Linked DNA regions of Mus musculus: all the other regions are linked to region 2. Evidence: chromatin contacts called from public Hi-C and HiChIP or PLAC-seq data. All regions are on one chromosome and are shown on one strand. Each heading gives the region's core, a stretch centred on a gene start, on an enhancer-like site or on the middle of the called end of the contact. The rest is flanking DNA. Distances are from core to core; before and after follow the strand shown. Region 1 has its middle 21 kb from the start of Gm40112. Region 2 has its middle 22 kb from the start of Gm33381. Region 3 has its middle 53 kb from the start of Ptgfrn.

What was found. Hi-C and Micro-C count contacts between places; a contact is called where the count stands out from the background. HiChIP or PLAC-seq counts read pairs in DNA pulled down with a chosen protein or histone mark.
Region 1: an H3K27ac HiChIP or PLAC-seq map of extraembryonic endoderm stem cells shows a contact between it and region 2, with 4 times the contacts expected there. The contact joins two enhancer-like sites. A contact is called at or near these places in 2 of 115 datasets of contacts at active chromatin or transcription factors (extraembryonic endoderm stem cells and pancreatic cancer cells).
Region 3: a contact with region 2 is called in a Hi-C map of cortical neurons, with 2.5 times the contacts expected there. The contact joins two enhancer-like sites. A contact is called at or near these places in 2 of 484 Hi-C or Micro-C datasets (cerebral cortex and cortical neurons).

What each region holds. Positions count from the first base shown.
Region 1 is chr3:102,671,848-102,675,130 of GRCm38.p6, reverse strand. No RefSeq gene overlaps it. Among named protein-coding and RNA genes, the nearest start is that of Gm40112, 21 kb to the left of the region's middle. Within about 2 kb of position 1,775, at least 4 of the 459 cell types and tissues checked have an H3K27ac peak or open chromatin away from gene starts, as enhancers often do. A contact at or near this core is called in extraembryonic endoderm stem cells, where this site is marked.
Region 2 is chr3:101,804,489-101,807,648 of GRCm38.p6, reverse strand. No RefSeq gene overlaps it. Among named protein-coding and RNA genes, the nearest start is that of Gm33381, 22 kb to the left of the region's middle. Within about 2 kb of position 1,273, at least 126 of the 459 cell types and tissues checked have an H3K27ac peak or open chromatin away from gene starts, as enhancers often do. A contact at or near this core is called in cerebral cortex, cortical neurons and extraembryonic endoderm stem cells, where this site is marked.
Region 3 is chr3:101,161,242-101,164,752 of GRCm38.p6, reverse strand. No RefSeq gene overlaps it. Among named protein-coding and RNA genes, the nearest start is that of Ptgfrn, 53 kb to the right of the region's middle. Within about 2 kb of position 1,757, at least 109 of the 459 cell types and tissues checked have an H3K27ac peak or open chromatin away from gene starts, as enhancers often do. A contact at or near this core is called in cerebral cortex and cortical neurons, where this site is marked.

The sequences.
Region 1 (3,283 bases), core at 526-3,025, 870 kb before region 2:
AACTATTTTCCAAAGAAGCTTCATCGGTTTGTATCAGCAGCACGTGAGAGTGCCTGTCATAGCAAATGCCATTATTTTTTGGGAAAGGTGGTATTAGCCATCTTATGAGGGGTTTGCTATTTTCATTTCCTTACACTAATGAGATCGAACAATTTTTCCTACCTATTAGCCATTTAGGTAATTATCCGTGCCCTGCCCAGAACTTGCTTTTTGAACAGAAATACTTCACATCAGACAATTTATTAATTGTCTCATCAGTGAAGTTATATTGTGGGCTTTGTGTCTGACTTTTTCAATTCAGCATGTATTTTGAAACTGACTTACAATGTGTGTACACCAGAAGTTTACAAAAAATTTTTTTTTATTGCTGAATCGTATTTAATTGTATGGGTGCATCACATCTGTGTTTTTCTTGTTGACAAGATACTTGTTTTGGGCTTCTTTTTTGTATTTTTGTACAAATCTTGCATGGACACACATCTTCAAATGAAAATCGCTTGGAGAAATGCCTAGAAGTATCTTTCAGAAATCAGGAGACTTAGTTTCAGGGTTGGTAGCCAGTCTAGTCCTTCCTCCAGGGGACCCTCAGGTCCTACTTGTTACACAGGTTTTGGGATTTATTAAAACTCTTCATTTTTTGTCTTAGATGGAGACACTGCTGCATGTGTAGATTGCAAAGATCTTCTAGTGTCTTTTAGATGCTTTAGAGTTTTATTTTTCATATTTAGGTATATGATCCACCTATAATTAACTTTAATTATGGGGTTGGTTTTCTTTCCATAGGCACCTTTTCCAGTCTCTCCGTTAGATTTTCTCTTCCTCACATGACAGCTTTGATGTGCTGGCAAAACACCAACGGATCATATGACACAGGCTTGGGTTTTTTTTTTTTTTTGTTTCCACTTACTGCTTTGATCTATGTGTCCATGTTTATGGCTTAACTGGGGGTGGGGAGTTTTCTTCATGGTCACTGGGTGGCCATGGCTGGGCCTTCTACACCTTAAGGAGGCATGCCTGGAAGGTGGCACAAGACATGATAGCCACATTTCCTGAATGGGAGATCTGAGAAGGGAGAAACCACAGCGCAGCAGCATAGTTTCCAAATCAGAGTGACACATTGTTATGTCTATCGGACCCTATTGTCTCACAGACAAACCTAAAAACAGTAGGGGAGCCGTCTATACAAGGATGTGTAAGCCGGGAAGTTGGAGTCATTCTGGAACATTCTGGAACGTGGGTAGCATGGTATATCTTTCACTTATTAATAATTCACATTCTGTACCCATGCACAATACCACCCCAATCCCTGAAAGATGTCATTCCATTATAACATCGGCTCACAGTTCAGAATCTTTCCTTCAAACCAGCTCCGCAGTTTCAGTCATCATTTCTCCAGCCCAGCTGTAAGTATGACTCTTCTCAGTTTGTGGACCATGAAACTAAGTTATCTGTCCTTGGACACCTGTGCAGCAGAGACGTAGATGCAAGATCACTAAAATAGATACTTCTGTTTCAAAAGATAGAGACCCGGGCTTATGTAAACTCATTGGCTCACAGATTCTGAAACCCAGCCAGGCAAATGTAATTGCTTGTTCAGAAATCAGCCCACCCCCACCCAGAGATATCCCCTGAAGTTCTTACCCTGTCTGAAGCATCCTCTCTCTTTTAGGGAAGGTGTCACGTGTTTGCATTGAAAGGTTTTGGTTTTCTAGCCTGTTTCTGCTTGTAGGAGTTTGGGATTTTAAAGGTCTCTGCTCCTTTTGTACTGTCTGTCACATTTGCTGACCATTGTCAGCAGTCTGATGATAACAGCAGTCTGACAATGGTTGAGAGACAATGACCTTTTAAAGCTCTTATCATTTTATTCTTTTAGATGTGGCATCAGAGATCTTTAAACTCAATAATAGAGTCTGAGCATGCAGACCTTTCTGAGTTGATGCCGAGAACCACCTCTTTCTCTACCTTTCTGAGATCTTTAACAGAGGAGGTGACAGCCTGGCCTGGCTCCCCCTTGGATCATTGTGCTCTAGGGTTCTCAGTTGGAAATATATAAATGTATTATTTATCTCAGAACCTTAAAACCCAGACCAACCCTGTCTTTCTCAGCTCCTCTTTCTTCCAGGTGGTACCTCAAAGACTTCTGGAGAGTGTCTTAGGTAAATTAGCTAGTCCATTAGATACATTGCAGGGGACAATGTTGGCCAAGTTCTTCTGTGACATAGAGAGATTCTTCTCTTCACAATCCCAGCAAGGCGATGCTCACTTCCCAAGAACTCACTGTCCCCCTGAGCAGTCGGACTTTACTGATCAGCTGAGCCGTGAAGTCCAAGTTTGCTTTGTCTCTTCCTTAAAGTTCTTACAGTCATTCAAGTTCTACCCGGGGACTGGTTCCAACTCTACTCCTGCAGTTTAGGTTTTGTTAAGGCAACACCTTGTTTTTCAGACTTCCAGAATTGTGTCTGTAGATACAGTAGAAAGTGCGCATTTTTAGATCTTTCAGTGTTGGCCCATCTGACTCAACAGGACCTATGGGATAAGGTAACAGTGCTTCTTTCAATGGAGGTGCCATCTGGGTGTACCTGGAGTCCCAGAATTATGTCAGTGCTGAGCAGTTAAAAAAATGCACACACACACACACACACACACACACACACACACACACACACTTGCAGACAAAAATCTAGTATGGCAGAAGTAGCCACAGCCCTAAAGTCGTCCTTTTAACTGTCTTTATAGGGCTCCTTCCAGGCACCAAGTGAGCCCTGTAAAGGCTTTGCCCTGTGCCTCCAGCCCAGTGTTTCCAACCTGAGAGACCTGAGGAGCATTGATGGGAAGAATTCTGCGCAGGCCCCTGGGGTTTCTGCCAGAGCTGTGTTGTTATTCTTTGTAGTGAGCTGACATCTTCAAAGATCAAAGAGCAGAGGCTTAGCTCTGTCCCTCCTGCTCCCATCTTTTCTTTTGTTTTTGGAGAGAATGAAGCAGGGATCTTTGAACACCATTTTTATTTATTGTATTTATTGGGGAGTGGAGGGTACTTCTTTCACTGGGATTGAAGTTTCCAGCCCATGTTGAAAATGGCGGAAGTTGCATGTGGGCTTACCTGTCCCTGTGGAGGATTGGGCAGCAACACCATCAGACATGGAACTTCAGGAACAGATTCCAGTCGGCCTGGACTTCAGGACCCTGGCCACAGAGTCTCTGTGTTCCTACCCCACCATTGCCTTTCTCAAACTGCTCACTGTCCTTAGTTAACAAAAAGCTCAAAGACATTCTGAGCTGTCCT
Region 2 (3,160 bases), core at 24-2,523:
AATTCTGCACCCAGAACTATGACTTGTGCAGAGCAGATGCTTCATGGATGCTTGATAAATGCAGACTTGGATAGATGGATGGATGGATGAATGGATGGATGGATGGATGGGAGGAAGGAAGATGGGTTTTCATGCATTTGCTGCGTTGAGGCAGGGGAACTGGACTTGATCTCAAGTTTTGCAAGGCTCAGAAGAGGCTCTTCATAAAGCAATTTTGAGATGTTGAAAAATCACAGTGAGAAAGGAAAAGGACCTCTGGCTCCAGAAGCCTGTCTCTGAGAAGTGCCTGCCTCCTCTCTCTGTGCAGCCTGATAGAGCAGACCTGAGAAGGCACACTGATGGGCCTGCATCGCAGCTCCCTACAGCTGGTGTCTGCTATCCTGACTGGGATCCAAGGTGCACTTCGAGGGCTGTGTGGACAACACACACTCTCTCTGCTTGTAAACAATGCTTGTCAGCAAAGCTTTCAGGCTTTCTCCCTTCCTGCCAAGCCTGGGAACAAATAGCAGTGGTCTTGGCAGAAGCCCTCCCTCCCCATTGCTTTGTTTCTGAGTCTAGACCATTCATTTCCTCTCATTCAACAGCTTTGCTCTGAGAGGGAGTCACTTTCCTTTGCCAGCTTTAGCTTTTAAGTCCTCGTAGCTCATGACTCTCCTGTCAGGACCCAACCCGGGGTGCTTGGATACAAAGGAATGAGAGATCAGTGCCGAGTGTCAGGGAACTGTGCCGTAATTGAGCAAATCACATCTCCCAAAGACAGCCCAAACTTGGTCAGAGTTGTAGACTCTCCTCCCCACCTGGAGGGGGATGGGAATATTCTGTGGGGCAGTCAACATTAGGGCGGCTCGAAACAAAACCTAACCTGTGGTTTCAGGCCCAAGAGGCAACCATGGATGGAGAACTCACTTAGTGAGCCATGGGCCCAAAGGGTCTGGACTCCTTTTCTTCTTCACCCCAAGCCCCATAGTCTTCTCTTATTTTGCCCTTTCCTCTTTTGCCTCCTTCTAGAATATTCTCCTTTTGTCTCCGTGGTAATGGTCATCAAAAATGTCCTCTGCCCTTGGGTCTCTCTATGTAGGATTCACATATGTGAAACCTGTCCTTTATGACCAGGACAGGTGTTCCAAACGGAGTAAAGACCTACAGCAGACCAGCAGGAGATGCGCAGGGCACACTTGGCGATCTCTGCTGGCTGACTGAGATCTGCTGCTTGGCTGTGGCAGCCCCGCCTGTGCTGTGCGGTGAAGACGTCAGGGGGCGCTCGCGGCTTCTCTCTGGCTGGCTGCTGACCGTGGCCAATGGCAGCGGAGGAGAGCAGTTCGCCACACTGTGGCCCTCTCCCACCGCAGACAGGCTATCCTGACCCACAGGCTCTCCATGCTCTGGATGAGGCTGGCAAAGGGGAGTGTTGACTCCATGGGGACAGTCACAGTACAGTCCACCCTGGACACACAGCGTGTGTCCCCCACCCAGTGCAAGCGTCCCCCACCCAGCTCGGCACAAAGACAACAGATGGGTGGAGGGTGAGAATGTTCCAGAAAAGAACAGTTCAGGCCCCTAAAATCCACGGATATGTGTTCTGTACATTTCCTGTTCTTTGTGCTTTATCTCATTTCATCCCTCCAACCATCCTTTGAACCAGGGTAGGCATTATCAATTTATTCATAAACATTTGAGAATCACAGACCAAAAAAAAAAAAAAAAAAAAAAAATCCAAGGTCACCGCCTGGGCATGCGTATAAGTCATCACTAGTCATTCACAGTGCAGGTGACAGAGAGGCACGTGGAGAAGCCGACCAGGATGGCTTTCCAAGTGGAAACCTCCCCTGTTCCTGGCTTGGTCTGAGGGGAGGGGGTGGGGCATGTTCCTGCCCTTGCTTGACCCGCCCTGTCAGCCCTGTCCGCAGCAGCGGGTCCTCCCAGAAGGTAGATGGGCGGAGCTCTTGAGGTGACAGATGGGGGAGGAAGACTTCTTAGGATTTGCCCTGGACTGAAAATTTCTGGTCGCACCTTTGAACCCTGTAAAGTCCTCAAAGCCTTCTGTTTCAGAAGCTAATCACGCGCTCTCTCCACGGGCCCGGTGACCTTTGCAATGCAGTTAGCCTTTGTTTGCTTTTCTTAAAAGGCCTGCAATTTATGATCCGAACAATGCCCCTTAGGCCAGGAAGAAAGGAATTTGAGGGTCCAGAAAGACTTGGTTTTCTTCCAGCCCTTCACCTCTGAAGCCATAGTTCCTCAATAACAGTGTATAACATTAAGACTGGGAGTACAGGGCAGGGGATTGATCTATAGCTTTGTGTCTCGTGGAGACCCTAGCAAACAAGAATATCCCAAGGATGGCAACAATAAAATCCAATCTACCAGCATCGTGCACCGAAGGGGAGGCTCGTATTTTCGGGTATGACTTGTTAACCAGTTATGCGTGAATGTGGAGAGGGGCATGGATTAGGGAGCTTTCTGTTCAAACAGAAGGGCTGACAAAACCATGGAATCTCAAATCGTCAGACATTCAACGGCCTTTTCTAAGAACCATGGGAGACAAAATGTCTACCTGATCCAGCAAGTCATAGGACACCGGCCACCACCACCCCATCCCCAGCTTAGACGGTCCCAATCCTCCTTTTGTCCTTAGTGAAGGAAGGAGCCTCCCAGTCCCTTGCCAGGCCAGCATTCTGCAGGTTGGAATCCTGCAGGCTACCTCCAAAATCGCCCTAGCTGGGGGGTAGAGGTGCACACAATTAATCTCAGCATTCAGGAGGCAAAGGCAGCTGGGTCTCTATGAATTCATGGCCAGTCTCGTCTACATAATGAGACTCCATACACGACAAAATGAACTCCACCCCCCTTAGTTGGGTCCTCCTGACTATTTATGGCTCAGGGGTCCAGAGGGACAGGCTGGGCCACTCGTGTAGCTCATATTTTGGCAACCAGCTGGAGATTTTCACAAAGCAGTTCCCACTCAAACCTGTGATGCACAGAGCAAACACACCGAGTGGCGTTGGCTGCCAGACCCTCCCCGCTCTGTTTTCTCTTCCTAGCACCTGACCTTAGCACTTCAATGTCATCTTTGAAGTCTCGCAATCCATCAGCGGCCATGTTCCTGACACACAAAAGCATTATCTGTGACGTATGTTCCTATTAATAGTACCAGCATCTCTGC
Region 3 (3,511 bases), core at 508-3,007, 640 kb after region 2:
AAGGAACACTCACTACATCTGTGTGAGACTGATGTTTTAATGTGCCTCAGTTTACCAATCTGTATAGTGGGAAGGACAGCACCTATCCAGAGTGTGAGAAATGATGTGAACGCACATACAGCATTCTGGCCATTGAGTGAGCCAGCACTGGTGACATCCTGGCTCTAATCTGAATCGAATAAATGTACGGGACCTGACATAGCTCCTTTGATTCTATTATTTTACTTTATAACACAAACACATTATGTATGTTTTTACGTCTCAAACATAACATTAAATGATAAGGTATGCACAGTTGACGTTAGGCGTGGTTGACATTCTTAGACTGATTTCAAATACGTAAATATACCAAAATACTAAAAATGTGGTCACTCTGGTGGGTGATGGCTCCGGTGACAAGCTGACTTGTGTGCAAGCATCAGGACCTAAGTCTGGATCCCTAGCACCCACGTAAAAGCCTTATGGTGGCTTTGTGTCCTTAACCCCAGAACAAAAGGGGTGGGGGCCGGAGCAGGATGGAGACAAATGGATCCTAAAGCTCACTGGCCAGCCAGCCTACTGCTGAACTGCTGAGCCTCAGGCTCAGGGGGAAATCCTAACCCTACTCCCACCCACACCAAAAGGACCAATAGTGTTTGCATCTCAAATGCTCTGTCTGGCTTCTGACAGGTGAGGTATTCCATGTCTCATTCAGACACTGTAGCCTCAGAGCCTGTAGCAGCTCCAAGCCAGCATTGTTACTTTTGGCCTCCACACCTAGGCATACTGTGTACAAATTCCACCCCCACACAAATAGATACATTTTTAAAGTTGTAATGGCCAACCACAATGACTTGTACTGACTTGGAAACTCTGGAACATCAATCTGATTAGTTCAAACCAGACGTGGAGTGTGAGTCACCCAGATAAATCACCAACTCTCTGGTCTACTTGGGGAGTGATGGGGGGATGGCCTATGCCTGGACTCACCGCGTAAACAAAAGTCACCCTCATTTACTAACAGAGAAGATCTATTTCCTGCTGAGCACTTCTAGTAGGGGCTTTGGGGCAAAGGGTCAAATACGCTCTGCTGGAATCTGCTTCCCTTCCCCATCAGGTTTGGCGCTGCAACAGGCTCTCCCTGGCTACAATGTCATCTGAATGAGACTCTGAAAGGCCTCACCTGCCAGAAGCCGGACAGAGCTTTTGAGATGCAAACCCTATGGTCCTCAGAGATGAGAGGATGAGAGAGAGAAGTCACTTTCAAAGCACTGCCTGCCCCCTACTATACACTCGCTAAGCATACACTGCTTGCTCAATCTGCTACGAAAACAGAATTCTAAAATAAGCTGTAGCCTGCTCTCTCAAATTGGAACTTAGAAGAAGACGGATTGGTGTATTTGAGTTAGCTTCATCCTCTTGCACGTACACCCTCCGCCCCACCCCGTACCCACAAGGGCAGCACTGGTTAACAGAACCAGTTAAGGACGGGAAAGACAGACACCGATAATTACGAGGGCAGGCTAGAAGCTGCATGAAAATAAAATACACAGAAGCCAGCAGATGGCAGTTAATCATAATTTTTCCTGCAATTTCTATTAATTGTCGAAGATTCTTCATTCTGTCTACCCATAAGACGAATGATACGCTGATATGGCATAATAAGTAATGTTTCCCCTTTGAGATATTAAATAAGCGTGCTACATAAAGGTTCCCCTCCCACATAACTAGCCCCAGACCTGATTTTTCTCATGCATGTATTTATCATACTATAGCACGCCATGCATATGCATGCCCATATATCTGTACACTCCCCGGCACGCTGCATGCTTGATCAATGTATAATGTTAAAGCCAACGCCCGGGTTCATCTCCAGAAGCAAGACTGAATCAAGGAACTGTTGTTCCTAAAACAGTGCCGAGAAACAATTTAAACCACGTTGTCTGACAGAAATAGCAATGCAAAAATACCTTAGGGAGGCCACTGGGGCAGTTTCCTCTAAGGCTCTTATTACAAGCATTAACAACGTGCACGACCCCTTCCTGGCTGCTGTCCCTCACCCGCCAACCCTTCTAGCCTTTCCCCTTCCCTTCCCTCCCTCTCCCTGAATTTCCATACTGCCTTTCCTTTCCAGATGTCTAGTTCTGTCACTCTGCTTCTCCTGTTCTCTCTCTCTCTCTCTCTCTCTCTCTCTCTCTCTCTCTCTCACACACACACACGCACACACACACACACACACACCAGCCCGCATGTCCCTGGTTTCCTGAGTCTTGCAGGGACAGATGCTGTACCAGGCAGGGTTCTTGATTTCCAACATTACAAATCGACTCTTAGGTAGAAAAAAAAAAAGGAAAAATTATTGGAGAGCACTCAAGTAGTTCACAGAATCGCCAGGAAGCCTGGGAAATTTGGCTCGGTGAACAGGCACGAACCAAAGGATTTGGCACCAAAGTGCAGAGCCAAGGTCACACCATTGAAAACTACCCAGTGGGACTGCCACCAGCATCCAGCTCACCAGTCACTAATGACCACCGCTGACAGTTGACTCTGCGGCGGGATGGTCTACACACCTGAGACCTTTCCTTGGCTTCTCCCGTTCCCAGTCTGGGCTTCAGACCCAATGCCAAGGCCTAGAGGGCGGGCCTTGCGCACAGCTTTCCAAGAGCAGAGCTATGGCTCTGGCTCAGACCACAGCAGGGTCAGGGCACACAGCCCAGAGGCTGGGCGGCTTAGCAGAGTGCAGGACACTGTGAATCTGGAGGGACACTGGATGACACAGGCCAGGTTAAAATCGGTAGCCTCCCTCCACCCTATAGGTTTGGAGATCTGCGCTTCCTAGCGGAGCGGGAATAACTCCGGGGAAAGTTATTTGGCTGGACACATCAGGATTAGTGATCCCAGCTCTGGAAAGATAATGTCTAGTGAGATCCTGCTGCCGCTCAGGCCCCTCCCCGTCCACTCAGTCGCTTCTCAGTCTCAGTCCCAGGCTGAGCAAGGGGCTACAGCTGGGATGTGAACGCTCTTTGTTCTCCGGTTCACTTAGCCACCCTCCATTGCTGCTCCGGAGGACCAGAGGACCGCTCTCTTGACCTCCCACATTTTAACCCTTAATGGAGACTGGTTTCTTTCTAGGGACCAGATTTGCAACCAGATTCCAGGTCTGGCCACAGGCTTTGCTCTCTTCTGCCAGCTGTTCCCAATTAGGAGCTGGTTTAAGCAATTTGAGTGTCTGAGGGTGTCAGTCAACAGGAGTATTTGTTAGTATTTAGTTTCCCTTAGGATCTTAACCCCAGAACTAATGGATTCTCTAATATCCTGAGTTACGAGGTGATTTTTGTAGGTTTTCCAAGAAAGGAGAATAAAATATATGAATAAAATCTCTAGGCAGTGGGCCTGGCGGCCCCTCCCAGTACATGGTAAGTGATGGATGCAGTTCTCTGAGTCATCCTGACAGGACTCTGATTTTGCCTACCTTCTTGGGTCGTGGTGTTAGCTCAGTTCTCATGCATGTTTTAGTGAAGGGTCTTTGTGT